Linked DNA regions of Mus musculus: region 2 is linked to region 1. A link is a contact called in public ChIA-PET data. All regions are on one chromosome and are shown on one strand. The core of a region is the stretch at or near the end of the contact, and the rest is flanking DNA. Distances in the headings are between cores, read along the strand shown.

The links. ChIA-PET counts read pairs in DNA pulled down with a chosen protein or histone mark.
Region 2: a contact with region 1 is called in an RNA polymerase II ChIA-PET map of effector CD8 T cells, with 6 read pairs. The contact joins two enhancer-like sites. A contact is called at or near these places in 4 of 39 promoter capture datasets (the 3T3-L1 cell line, hippocampal neurons, pre-B cells and 1 more), 1 of 115 datasets of contacts at active chromatin or transcription factors (effector CD8 T cells) and 1 of 9 other capture datasets (pancreatic islet).

The regions. Positions count from the first base shown.
Region 1 is chr19:41,765,734-41,771,453 of GRCm38.p6, forward strand. Arhgap19 (Rho GTPase activating protein 19) reads right to left here. Exons shown (of 12, transcript NM_027667.3): 12 at 855-4,463. The coding sequence ends at 4,453. Among named protein-coding and RNA genes, the nearest start is that of Gm19424, 22 kb to the left of the region's middle. Within about 2 kb of position 3,183, at least 22 of the 459 cell types and tissues checked have an H3K27ac peak or open chromatin away from gene starts, as enhancers often do. A contact at or near this core is called in effector CD8 T cells, where this site is marked.
Region 2 is chr19:41,914,130-41,919,849 of GRCm38.p6, forward strand. It overlaps Pgam1 (phosphoglycerate mutase 1), which reads left to right. Exons shown (of 4, transcript NM_023418.2): 2 at 1,476-1,750; 3 at 2,514-2,694; 4 at 3,477-4,536. The coding sequence ends at 3,646. Among named protein-coding and RNA genes, the nearest start is that of Pgam1, 5.1 kb to the left of the region's middle. Within about 2 kb of position 2,937, at least 36 of the 459 cell types and tissues checked have an H3K27ac peak or open chromatin away from gene starts, as enhancers often do. A contact at or near this core is called in effector CD8 T cells, where this site is marked.

The DNA.
Region 1 (5,720 bases), core at 1,933-4,432:
TAACGTCAACTGTCTCGAGGACAGATGTGTCCAGAGTGCCCCAGCTGTGCCCATGTGGATACCTGAAGTCTTCCAAGTTCCTCTGCACTAGCTCTTTCAGCACACTGGCCCTGGACTCGTCACTCACTAGCTCTTTCAGCACACTCCTCTGGCCTATGATGGCTTCCTTTCTTTCTCTTCTGCCCACAGATTTGGTTTGACTGAATTCATTGTTCCTTAATATCAAGCCACAAAGCATAAAAACAACCTAAAAGGGAGTTGGGTGTCCTTTGTAAAACAGAGCCTGTTGGGGGCACATAGCCCAAGAGCTACTTCCACTCAATATGGAATAACTCAGAGCAAGTCAGCAACTTAGACAACCTGCACTCCTCAAGGAGTGGGGCCACCTACCCTGGGGCTCAAAGCTGTTGTTTTAGTTGTGGTTGTTTTGGTTTTTGAGACAAGATCTCTCTAAACAGCCCTAGCCTCCCTGGAACTCCATATGTATAGAGCAGGCTGGCCTTGAACTCACATAGATCCACTGCCTCTGCTTCCCAAGTGCTAAGATTAAAGATGTTATGCTACCATGCCCAGCCTCGGCCTTGTTTTGTTTTGAAAGAATCTTGTTTATGTCTAGGCTGGCCTCAACTCGTCCCTAGTATTCTGCCTCCCACGTACTAGGATTAGAGATGTGTGCTACCTCATCTAAGTAAATTTCCATCAGCCAAAGCCTCACTCATCCTGAACCCACCCACATCCCCTCCCTCCATTAGAAAACCCAGGACGAGCCCTTTGTAGAGTATCAAGTTCCTTAGGACAGGAAGCTACCTCTCTTCAAAGCAACGTGAGCCAAGAGACCAGTCAGAACCCACAGATATGAAACAGAAAAAATTTAATTCAGAATATTACATGAATATAAAAGACAATATATATGATTGTTTCTTTACAATTACATATATATATGCAAAATAATAAAAAATAACAAATAGGTACAACCTTCTCCTAAGAAACCTTTTGGGGGTCGAGTGAGCAAGCAAATGAGCGAGCGAGCACACAGAGCGTGCACAGGCACGCCTTGCTGAAAGGCCTTGGGTGAGAGCACTCCTTCTCTATAGCCTCTGGACCAAGCATGTCAGGGGCATGCTCAAAAGCTCTTCAGCATGGGCTGTGGCCTCAGGAACTCCAGTTTCCATGGTGACAAAGCACTCAGGTTATTATTTATCCTCCATCTCCTCACTGCCCTACCTCCACACAGCTTTCAGCACTGGCTGCCTAGTAAAGCCAGCTTTTTGACAGGGAGTCTGACATCAGGCTACCAGGACTAAGGTCACTCAAAACCTTCATCTTAGGAAGCCAGATTCTCTGCAAACTCTGGGACAGTCCTGCTGGTTTAGATCTGGACCCTCACTTCAGTCTGAAGACTTTAGAGTGTAGGAGAGCAGGGATGATGCTGTCTCCAGAGGAAAGGATGTCACAGAAAAGAGACCTCAGCACACAACCTGCCAGTCAGCATCCTGTGCTGCCTCATCCCCCAGGGTGTTTCCTCATCACTCCTGACTGACTCTGGGAGGACCTTCAGAGTATAGCACATGCTGTGTGGAGGGACCACTGTGGGTTCCCTCAGGCCCCATCAGCTGTGCTTCTAGAATGTTCCAGCACTTGGTTCTAACCAATACTGTCTCCCACCTGTGCCCTACACAGTGCATGTGACATGGGGAATGGGGGGACAGGGCGGGGGCGGGTTCAAACCTGATCACTGGTCTCAGTGAGAAAATCCACTTCTGTGGAACGTCAGAGAAAGGGCCCACAGCCTCTATTCATTTACCTAGTGCAGATACAGATCAGATAGGATCTGTCTCTTCATAGTTGGCAACAATAACCACCAGATGACACTTTGACACAACATCAAAGCCTATGACGATTAACCCAGAAAGAAAAGAAAGGTTCTGTCACAAAGACTACGCCAACATGGAAAATAAATATAATAAAAACCCTTAAGACACAGGTCAGCTAGGCAGTGACTACACTCACGCCTTTAATCCCAGCCCTGGGGAGGCAGAGGCAGGAAAACTCTGAGTTCGAGGCCAGCCTGGTCTACAGAGTGAGTTCCAGGACAGCCAGGACCACAGAGAAACCCTGTCTCAAACAAACATTAGTTAAAAACATTAGTTAAATACTGGCTCAAAACAGCAACTGTACGCCTTGTCAGAAGGACGGCAGCAACCTTCTGTGACGACGATGGAGCTTCTGTCTGCGTTTCCAAGAAGATACCACAGGTTACAAAGCCACATGTTACAAGACTCAAAAGGTTATGCTTTTCCTCAAGTCTATTCTGCACTGGATCACAGCTTCTACAAGAAAAAATGACCTAAAATACCCTTACAGCAAGTAATGACTATCCAATAAATAAATGAAATCCACATTCCCAAATGCACGTGGTAACTCACTGCCCAAGAGGCCAGCCACAGAGAGCAAGCGCATGGGGCACCTCTCTCTCACCCAGACCATCCCTGGGCATCGCTTCCCTCTACCCACACTAGGCTCCTCAGTCCCGCGCTCTCTCTTTCTTGCTCACAGAGTGTGTAACTCCTGGCTGCATCAAGGCACTGCTTGGCTTGCATCCCTGCATAGTGCTACATTCCAGCATGGTGGGGTACACTGAAAGCAGGCTCCATGCTGAGGAGAACATCTCTGATTTGCTAACACAAAGGAGGTTTCTGTTTGACCTCACTATATACCTGGCATAAGAAATATATTTCAAAAAGAAAAGAACCTTTTTCTTAGTAACAACATCACCAGAAAGAGTCAGAAACCTAGACAAATGAATTTGCTAATAAAGATCCTTAAGGATGACCTAAAACTGCTTTAGAGAATGGAACTTAAAATCCACTATAGATCACACACCTCCATGCTCCCAAACTATCCAGCTAGAAGGGAAAACATCACATTTCCTTCAGCACTGCTGTTACAGCAATGAAACAGTGTAGGATGGAAGAGAGGGCCGACAGATAGACAACATCAGCCTTCATCTCAACAATAACACAAGTTCAACTGTCTATCATCAGTGTGGAACCGTATTTTGCTGGGTATCTGGTTCCCCACAGTAGGGTGAGCATGGTTTCACAGTTAGTTCCACAGAGCCAGGCCCATACCTCAGCATCCGCAACTGCCACCTGCGGCTCAGGAGACAGTGGCTCTCCACGCTCCACCACTTCCTGTACCCATCCAGACAAGGAGATGGGCAGGAAGCAACTGTTCTAGACTACGGGGACACATAACAACTGCTCCCTCTGGGGACCCTGCAGAGACTGCCACTCGTGCCTTTCCTGATGCCAACCTGCTCTCAGGAGACAGGTGAGCAGCACATTTGATCCCTAGGAATGAGTGACAGCATCCTACCCAAGCCAACCAGCCCCTCGGCCTGCTTCTGTTTTCACCACATGCACACTGCAGCAAGCTCCTCTAAGTAGCAGATCATGACATTTCCAAAGTGACAGTAACCAGGCACAGAGTGTATCAGTGGCACCAGCCATGTTCTAGGTGAGAGGATGATAATGAAAGAAGCAAGGTAACAACCACACAGCCATCTCACATCACAAAGGTAACAACCACACAGCCATCTCACATCACCAAGGTAACAACCACACAGCCATCTCACATCACCAAGGTAACAAACACACAGCCATCTCACATCACCAAGGTAACAACCACACAGCCATCTCACATCACCAAGGTAACAACCACACAGCCATCTCACATCACCAAGGTAACAACCACACAGCCATCTCACATCATAAGGGGAAGACAGGGGTATGGGGTGCAGCTTAATAACTGAGATGTGTTAAATACACTGTACTGACCTCTTTCTCATTGCCAGGTCAAGTCCTCTATATTAGACACAAGAAATAATAGATTGTCTAGGAAAGCTGTAAGTTCTTTGAACACAAAGATAAAGAGATTACTCAAGCTTAAAATAAAAAGGGGTCAAAAGCATTTAACTTGTAATTCGCTTAATTATCAAAATAATGGCTTCTAAAACAAGCAGTTACTGACACAGAGGAAAGCCTCAAATACCAGTTGGAAATAATAATACTCCACTAAGACCTACAGTACTTTTAAAAATATTACTAACAATTAACACAAAATATCCTGTTTGAAGAAACCAACCGACCTAAGCACACTGAGTAGGTGTGGCTGGCCCTGCCTACCTGCTGCACTGTGTAAGCTGGGGCAGGCACTAGTGGCTTCTGACATTAAAAACAAACACGGAGCACAGCACTTCCACAGACGCACAGCTTCAGAGACATCCAGTGAGGGGGTTAGAGGTATCAGTCGGGTCAGGGTATGAGTTGGCTTTCACAAGTCAAAATGCAGCAAGCAGCTGCAGGTCCAAGCTTCACTGAGAAGAGAAATAACACTTGTCCCACTGAAGAGAAACTTCACTGTAGAGGACAGAAGTAATAAAGAGAGCCTTCAAAAGAATCCTAGGTTAAAAGAGAAACAAGACAATTAGACATGCTTTAAAACTTTCTTTTTTTTAATACCCACCAAAAGCCACAAAATCTACACTTAGTGTTCTCTCCAAATTTACGATGAAATAATTTGAGAGTGTGACTCTACCAAGTAAACATTGTCTGCGCCGCTTGTCTAACCCAGTTTGTTATGTCTTCTTACTGACTGTAACAGTCACCACTTAGTAGGGCGTGTGTGGTGATGGCTATTGCCCCAGGCCCTTGTGTCCATTTTCTCATTTGTCCTCACAGCTTCCCACCGCAGGGGTAGTACGCTGTCGTTTCACAGATGTGGAATCTGCAGCCCACAGAAACTCACCTGCCCCATCAGCTACTGCACACACACACACACACACACACACACACACACACACACTACAATAGAGAACTGACCCACGTCTAATGAGTACGGAGGTCCTGCTATTAGCAGCACTACCCTTTACTAAAACCAAAAACAGCAAGCTGCTGACACTACTGAGACAAGAGAAAGCAAAAGGGTTGTAGGTGGGTGATGTGCAAGGGTGTGTGTTGGCGGATGGGTGGGTGTGCAAAGCTGTGTGTTGGCGGCACTAGGAACTGAACCCAGGGCACTGCATGTGGTAGGCAAGCACTGCACCACTGATGTGATTGTCCCCTAGATTGTTTCTGTTGACACGAGTTCAACAGAAACTTATTCTGGCTGGCTGGGTTAGCCAGACAAGGCTTCAGAGAGGAGAGGTTCACCTAGACTTTAAAGAATTAGGAAAGCTGGGCGTGGTGGTGCACGCCTTTAATCCCAGCACTCAGGAGGCAGAGGCAGGTGGATTTCTGAGTTCGAGGCCAACCTGGTCTACAGAGTGAGTTCCAGGACAGCCAGAGCTACACAGAGAAACCCTGTCTCAAAAAACAAAAAACAAAAAAACAAACAAACAAACAAAAAAAAAAACAAAAAAGAAAGAAAAAAGAATTAGGAAGATTTGATTGCTGAAAATAATGCCCCTTGATGAAGGGGTGCTCCATCAATGTGTTCCCATCTGGGGTGAGTTTGCCCCTGAATCCTCAAGGGATGCTGGTACATCTGGAGGAACTCTCAGTTGTTACAACTGAGGGAAGGATGCTAGTGGCATCTGCTGGGTCACAGCTGCTAGACACCATACAATGAATGCACAGGACAGCTCCACACAGAGAACTCCAAGAAGCCCTGTGCTAAGCAGAAGACTGCATCATGGCTGTTGATGGTGACAGGGACAC
Region 2 (5,720 bases), core at 1,687-4,186, 150 kb after region 1:
AGATTGTCTTTCCTTGTGGGTGGTAGTGGTTTTCCTGGTATTAATCTTCCCTGTCCCCACTAGCTGGTCTCAGTGGCCTCATTGTCAGTTGACTGACTGGCAGGAAATTTTACTTCTTTTTTTTAATAACTGTTGCTAGTCTCAATATGAAGCAATGCCCAGAAAAGTTTGTGGTTAAACTTGAAGAGGGCCTTGTGTGCTGGTGAACACAGGGGTGTGTCCTGGGATAAGAAAAGGGACAGCTCCTTAATTCAAAAATATAAAGACAAGTCCAACTAGCTAGGCTTGAACTCAAGATTCCCCCAGGCTCCCTCTACTGAGCTGGGATTAAAAACATGCTGCCGAGCCCAGTGCTTGTCTTTATTTGCTTGTCTGCTAAAAATGGGTTGAGAAGATAGTAACATCATAGGATTCTAGTGAAGACGAAATCACAGTGTGGTATGGGAGCATGAGCCCTTTAGAAAGGTTAGCTATGACTTAAAGAGTTCACATGTTTTAAAGATTTATTTATGTATAGGAGTACACTGTAGCTGTCTTCAGACATACCAGAAGAGGGCATCAGATCCCATTACAGATGACTCTGAACCACCATGTGGTTGCTGGGAATTGAACACAGGACCTCTGGCAGAGCAGTCAGTGCTCTTAACTGCCAAGCCATCTCTCCAGCCCCAGAGTTCATAATTTTATGATCCTTTTTCTTTTTCTTTTTTTTTTTCCCCTTTTGCTCCTTCCTGGTGTAGAAGGCTTAAGATTTATTTTATGTATGTGAGCACAATGTCACTCTCTTTAGACACACCAGAAGAGGGCGTCAGATCTCATTCTAGATGGTTGTGAGCCACCATGTGGTTGCTGGGATTTGAACTCAGGACTCTTGGAAGAGCAGTCAGTGCTCTTAACCACTGAGCCACCCCTTCAGCCCTTTATTTATGATCCTTTTTCACTAAAACAAAATTAAACCCATTTTTCTATTGAGTAAGCACAGGTCTGTACACATGTGCATGCCTTGGGGTGCATGTATGGGGGAAGGACAACTTGTGGTCATCACTCCTTCCACTGTGTGGGTTCTGGGGATTGAACATGGTTTCAATCAAAATGTGTTCAGGAGTTAGAGTAAGATGTATAGCCTCAGGTTAGTTGGTTAACACTGCATTATTGGAATTATTGGAGTCAAGAGGAAGTGTGCTATTTGCTGTAATGTAAGTCGACAAAATTTCACTCAAGGGATGCAAGGATAATAAATGCTTTGCCAAAGAGACTTCTGTATAAAATCCTTGGAGCTCATGTTAGCCTTGCTAGCTTCTCACTTGGACTTTTTTCCTTCTTTGAGACAAGGACTCTTTGTAGCCTGGGTTGTCCTGGAACTTGCGGTGGAGGTCAGGTTGACCTTGAACTCACAAAGCCCTGTTGTCTCCCTAGTACCAGGATCACAGGCATGTGCCACAATACCTGGCTCATTTGCACTTCTTAATTTCTAGATGCTGGCTATGAATTTGACATCTGCTTCACCTCTGTGCAGAAGAGAGCAATCCGGACCCTCTGGACAGTCCTGGATGCCATTGACCAGATGTGGTTGCCAGTGGTCAGGACTTGGCGCCTCAATGAGCGACACTATGGCGGTCTGACAGGTCTCAACAAAGCAGAAACTGCTGCTAAGCATGGTGAGGCCCAGGTAAAGATCTGGAGACGATCTTATGATGTCCCACCGCCTCCCATGGAGCCTGATCACCCCTTCTACAGCAACATCAGCAAGGTATGGTTACCGATGCAGGTGCGGTCAATTCATCAGCATTGAGTTAGCATGTGGGCCTCACTCCAAGTTCTTATTTTCCAAGTCTATGTGTATGGGTGTTTTGCCTGTATATATTGCCTGTATATATTGCCTGTATATATGTGCACACATGCTTGCCTAGTGCCTTTGGAGGTCAGAAGAGATCAGATCCTGTGGAGCTAGAGGTGGTTGTGAACCTCTGAGTGCTGAGAGCCAAACCTGGGTCCTGTGGAAGAACAGCAAGTGTTCTCTTTTAACAGCTGAGCATCTCTCCAGCCCTAGGCCTCTTTTGTGTCTACATCTTGTCATTAACCTTATAAAATTACAATAGTAATAAGTAATATAACTCCCATTGCTAAGTAATGACCTTCACTTGTTATAGGATTTAGTTAGAAGTTAGTATTGTATCTGAGAGGGTACCTTCTTTCCACATCTCCACTGCCATTTATAAAGCCATTTCCAGCCTTCCCAAGCTAGCAGCAAACTAAAGTGAATTGGGAAACCTTGTTTGTTTTGTTAAACCTCTTCCCTGGATTCTAAATTATGTGTTTTGGATTGGGAAATGAGGATGCAGAGCAGTGACTACTGATCATCTTGTTCAAGTTCTGAGCTGCATTCTGGACCCTTGAGGGAGATGTTCATTAGTCACGTAATCCCTTAAGATCAGAGCTAGGTAGAATTGATAGACATGAAGTGCAACTTGGAATAACTGGCGACCTTGAAATAAGCCTTTGTTGTTGTTTAGGATCGCAGGTACGCAGACCTTACTGAAGACCAGCTCCCCTCCTGTGAGAGCCTGAAGGACACTATTGCCAGAGCACTGCCCTTCTGGAATGAAGAAATTGTCCCCCAGATCAAAGAGGGGAAAAGGGTCTTGATTGCCGCCCACGGCAACAGCCTTCGGGGCATCGTTAAGCATCTGGAGGGTAAGTGTATCTTCTTCCAGGAGTCCGTAAGGATGATTAAACACAGCTGTTAGCATCAGACTGAGTTTTGTAGCAAGGAAACCTCTGGGGAAAGTATGATAGTGCAGATGGACTTAAAGACAAACTTGTTTCTTCCTTTCTCAATCTACGGTCTGCCAGCAGGATGTGGTGGCTTACACCAGGGAGGCTGAAGCAAGAGAATCACTTAGAGTTCCAGGCCAGCCAGGGTTATATAGTGAGACCTTGATTCTAAGGCAACAGGAAGTGCGTTACAAAATAGTGACAGTGGGCCTTTGACACTCTGCTATATATAGGATGTTCAGTTCAGAACTGTCACATGCTAAGTGACTCTATGCATTAACGTACATGCTTACTTGCTTTAGGAGTGCCGGCTGAAACTGTGATCATAATGATGCAGGTCCTAGAGGCCTTGAGGACCTAGAGGTGCAGGTGGCTAGGCTATAGGATGTTCCAGGAGAACATAGTCCTTTCTGCTTTTCCACATGTACTTTTGTAGGGATTTCTGTAGTGTAACTTTCTGCAGTTTGTTGGTGGCTCATCTTAGAATCTTGTATACTTTAGTCACTCTTTCTAATGTTAAGAGGCTTGAAAGTTGTAATTGGGGGCTGGTCCATGGGGCACTAGATCCACTAAGATCCACTAGATCCACAGAAAGGATGTTTTGTTTGTTCCTACTTAAGTGCTTTGCTATTAGTAGATAAAGAGTAAATCTATAGGGGATGTGGACTCTTTCTTGTGGCTGAAAATGGTGGCTCTTTTAGGTCTCTCAGAAGAGGCCATCATGGAGCTGAACCTGCCCACGGGCATCCCTATCGTCTATGAACTGGACAAGAACTTGAAGCCCATCAAGCCCATGCAGTTCCTGGGAGACGAGGAGACCGTGCGCAAAGCCATGGAAGCTGTGGCTGCTCAGGGCAAGGTGAAGAAGTGAAGGCGAAGAGGCAGACTCCTACCCCGACACCCTCCCTGCCTGTTCCTGCCTCCTGCACCCTCCCCAGCACCTGCCACACTGACTATGTCTTTAGGATTTTAAGTTTAAGTTGTAGCTGCAGATGGGGGCCTGTGGCTCCCGTTTTCATTGTAGTATTTTATCCCCTGCACCCACTCCCTTCATAGAATCTAGTCAGAATAACGCCTCTGGGGGTGCAGGTTCTCGGACCACATCGAGGGACAGCTCCCTGTACCAGGAGAGTTGAGAGATAGTAACTATAGTTTTTCTTAGGTCTTTGTTTACTAAGGGTCTGCTTAGGAAGAATTCAGGGAGGAACTGTGCTGTGGTGTGACCAATGAAAAGCTGCAGTCCAGTTTTGTCCCTGGAACCTGTCCTGCACTCTTCCTGCAGTTAGGTAACTGGGGGCATAGTCATTCCAGTGGAGAGTGGAAGTAACCTCATGGTGATTTTTAACCCTAATTTCTCTCTGACCCTAAAGGAGCTGCTGGCCCTAGAAGGTTGGGATCAATCTTGTCAAGTCTATGTTACACTTACTTTTACAAAAAAAAGTATATATACATATTATCAGCACACAAAAGCAACTCTGAGGTTGCTAGTGACATTTGAAACAGTCCTGTGTGGTCACCAGAAAATAAGCCATTCCTCATATCAGTGGGATAAACTCCTTGTACCTCTTGCTGTGTTTGGATCCCTTGGCCTTGTTTTGTAGAGGTGAAGTACCCCTGGATCATGTCCGAGTTTTTGTCTTTCACTGTCTGAATCATGTTCCAGCTGCTTGACCCTACCGTGTGGGTTCAGAGCTCGTTTGGGCGTAACAACTAAGTCTCTTTCCAGATCAGTATAATAAAGGAGTGATGTGCAATACTTTACTGTTTGTCTTGTGTCTGTGGTCTGAGAAAACCACAGCATTCAGTTTGAGATGCACATTAAGTTCTTGTTTTAAAGGTGCCAGAGGTGGCTGGCTACTTTGAGGGATCCAACATCCTCTTCTGGCCTTGGACACGGTGCACAAACATACTCACGGGGAAACACCCATACACATGAAAGTACACCTCACCAGCCATTAAATACACTGACGTAACCAAGTTGGGAAAGGAAACCAATAACTGTTGGATGTCCAACATGGCTTCCCAGAATCTCCTGTAGAGTTTAAGAATGAAGGATTGGAGGGGTGGCTCAGTGGTTAAGAGTACTTGTTGCTTTTGTATATAACAAAATCAAACCATGTGGGTTTGATTTCTAGCACACACCCACATGGTGCACATACAATACATACATACATACAAACGGGTAAACCAAAGAGTAAGTTAAGCATCAGGAGGCCTGGCAAGATGATGGCTCTGTAAACAGGTAAAGCACTTGCCATTTAAACCTAGTGACCTGGAGTTCAATACTTGTACTCACGTAAAGGTGGAAGAATGGCAGGGGCTGATTCCACAAAGTTGTGCCATGACCTCTACACCCATGGTACGAGCACATAGACACAGCATAGTTAAAAGGCAAGTGATTTTGGAATAATGGCTCCATGAGCTCATGTTTGAATATTTGGTCTAAAGTTGGTGGAAATGTTTGGGAAGGGTTACCTGTGCCTTTGGAGTGTCCCTGGGGGTGTAGACCTAGGATTAGGGAGGGACACCTAGCAATTGAGTTTGAAGTCAACCTGAAATAACACTATATTCTGTCTCAAAAAGCAGTAGATAGTAATGGCAGGTGAGTCACACTAGGTGATTATAGACCATCCTTACAGTGCTGGGTAGGAACTACACAACCAGCATTCATCTGAGCTGCACCCCAGCCAGTCCCCTATCCTGTTTTTGTCCACACTCTTGGTGTTAAGGATTGAACCTACAAAGGCCGAATCATTAGCCTGCTTTTTCTTTGTGATGGCTTTTCTTAAATCACTATCTATAGAGTTAAAATGTTTCCTGGTTCACAACATCTGTCTTTCCCCACTAGAATGTAAGCTCTTCGAGGACAGGATTGACTCTTGCAGATGTTTACACACCCTGACTTCCTGAAACTGGAAGGATTATTCCACGTACGCTTAGTGAAT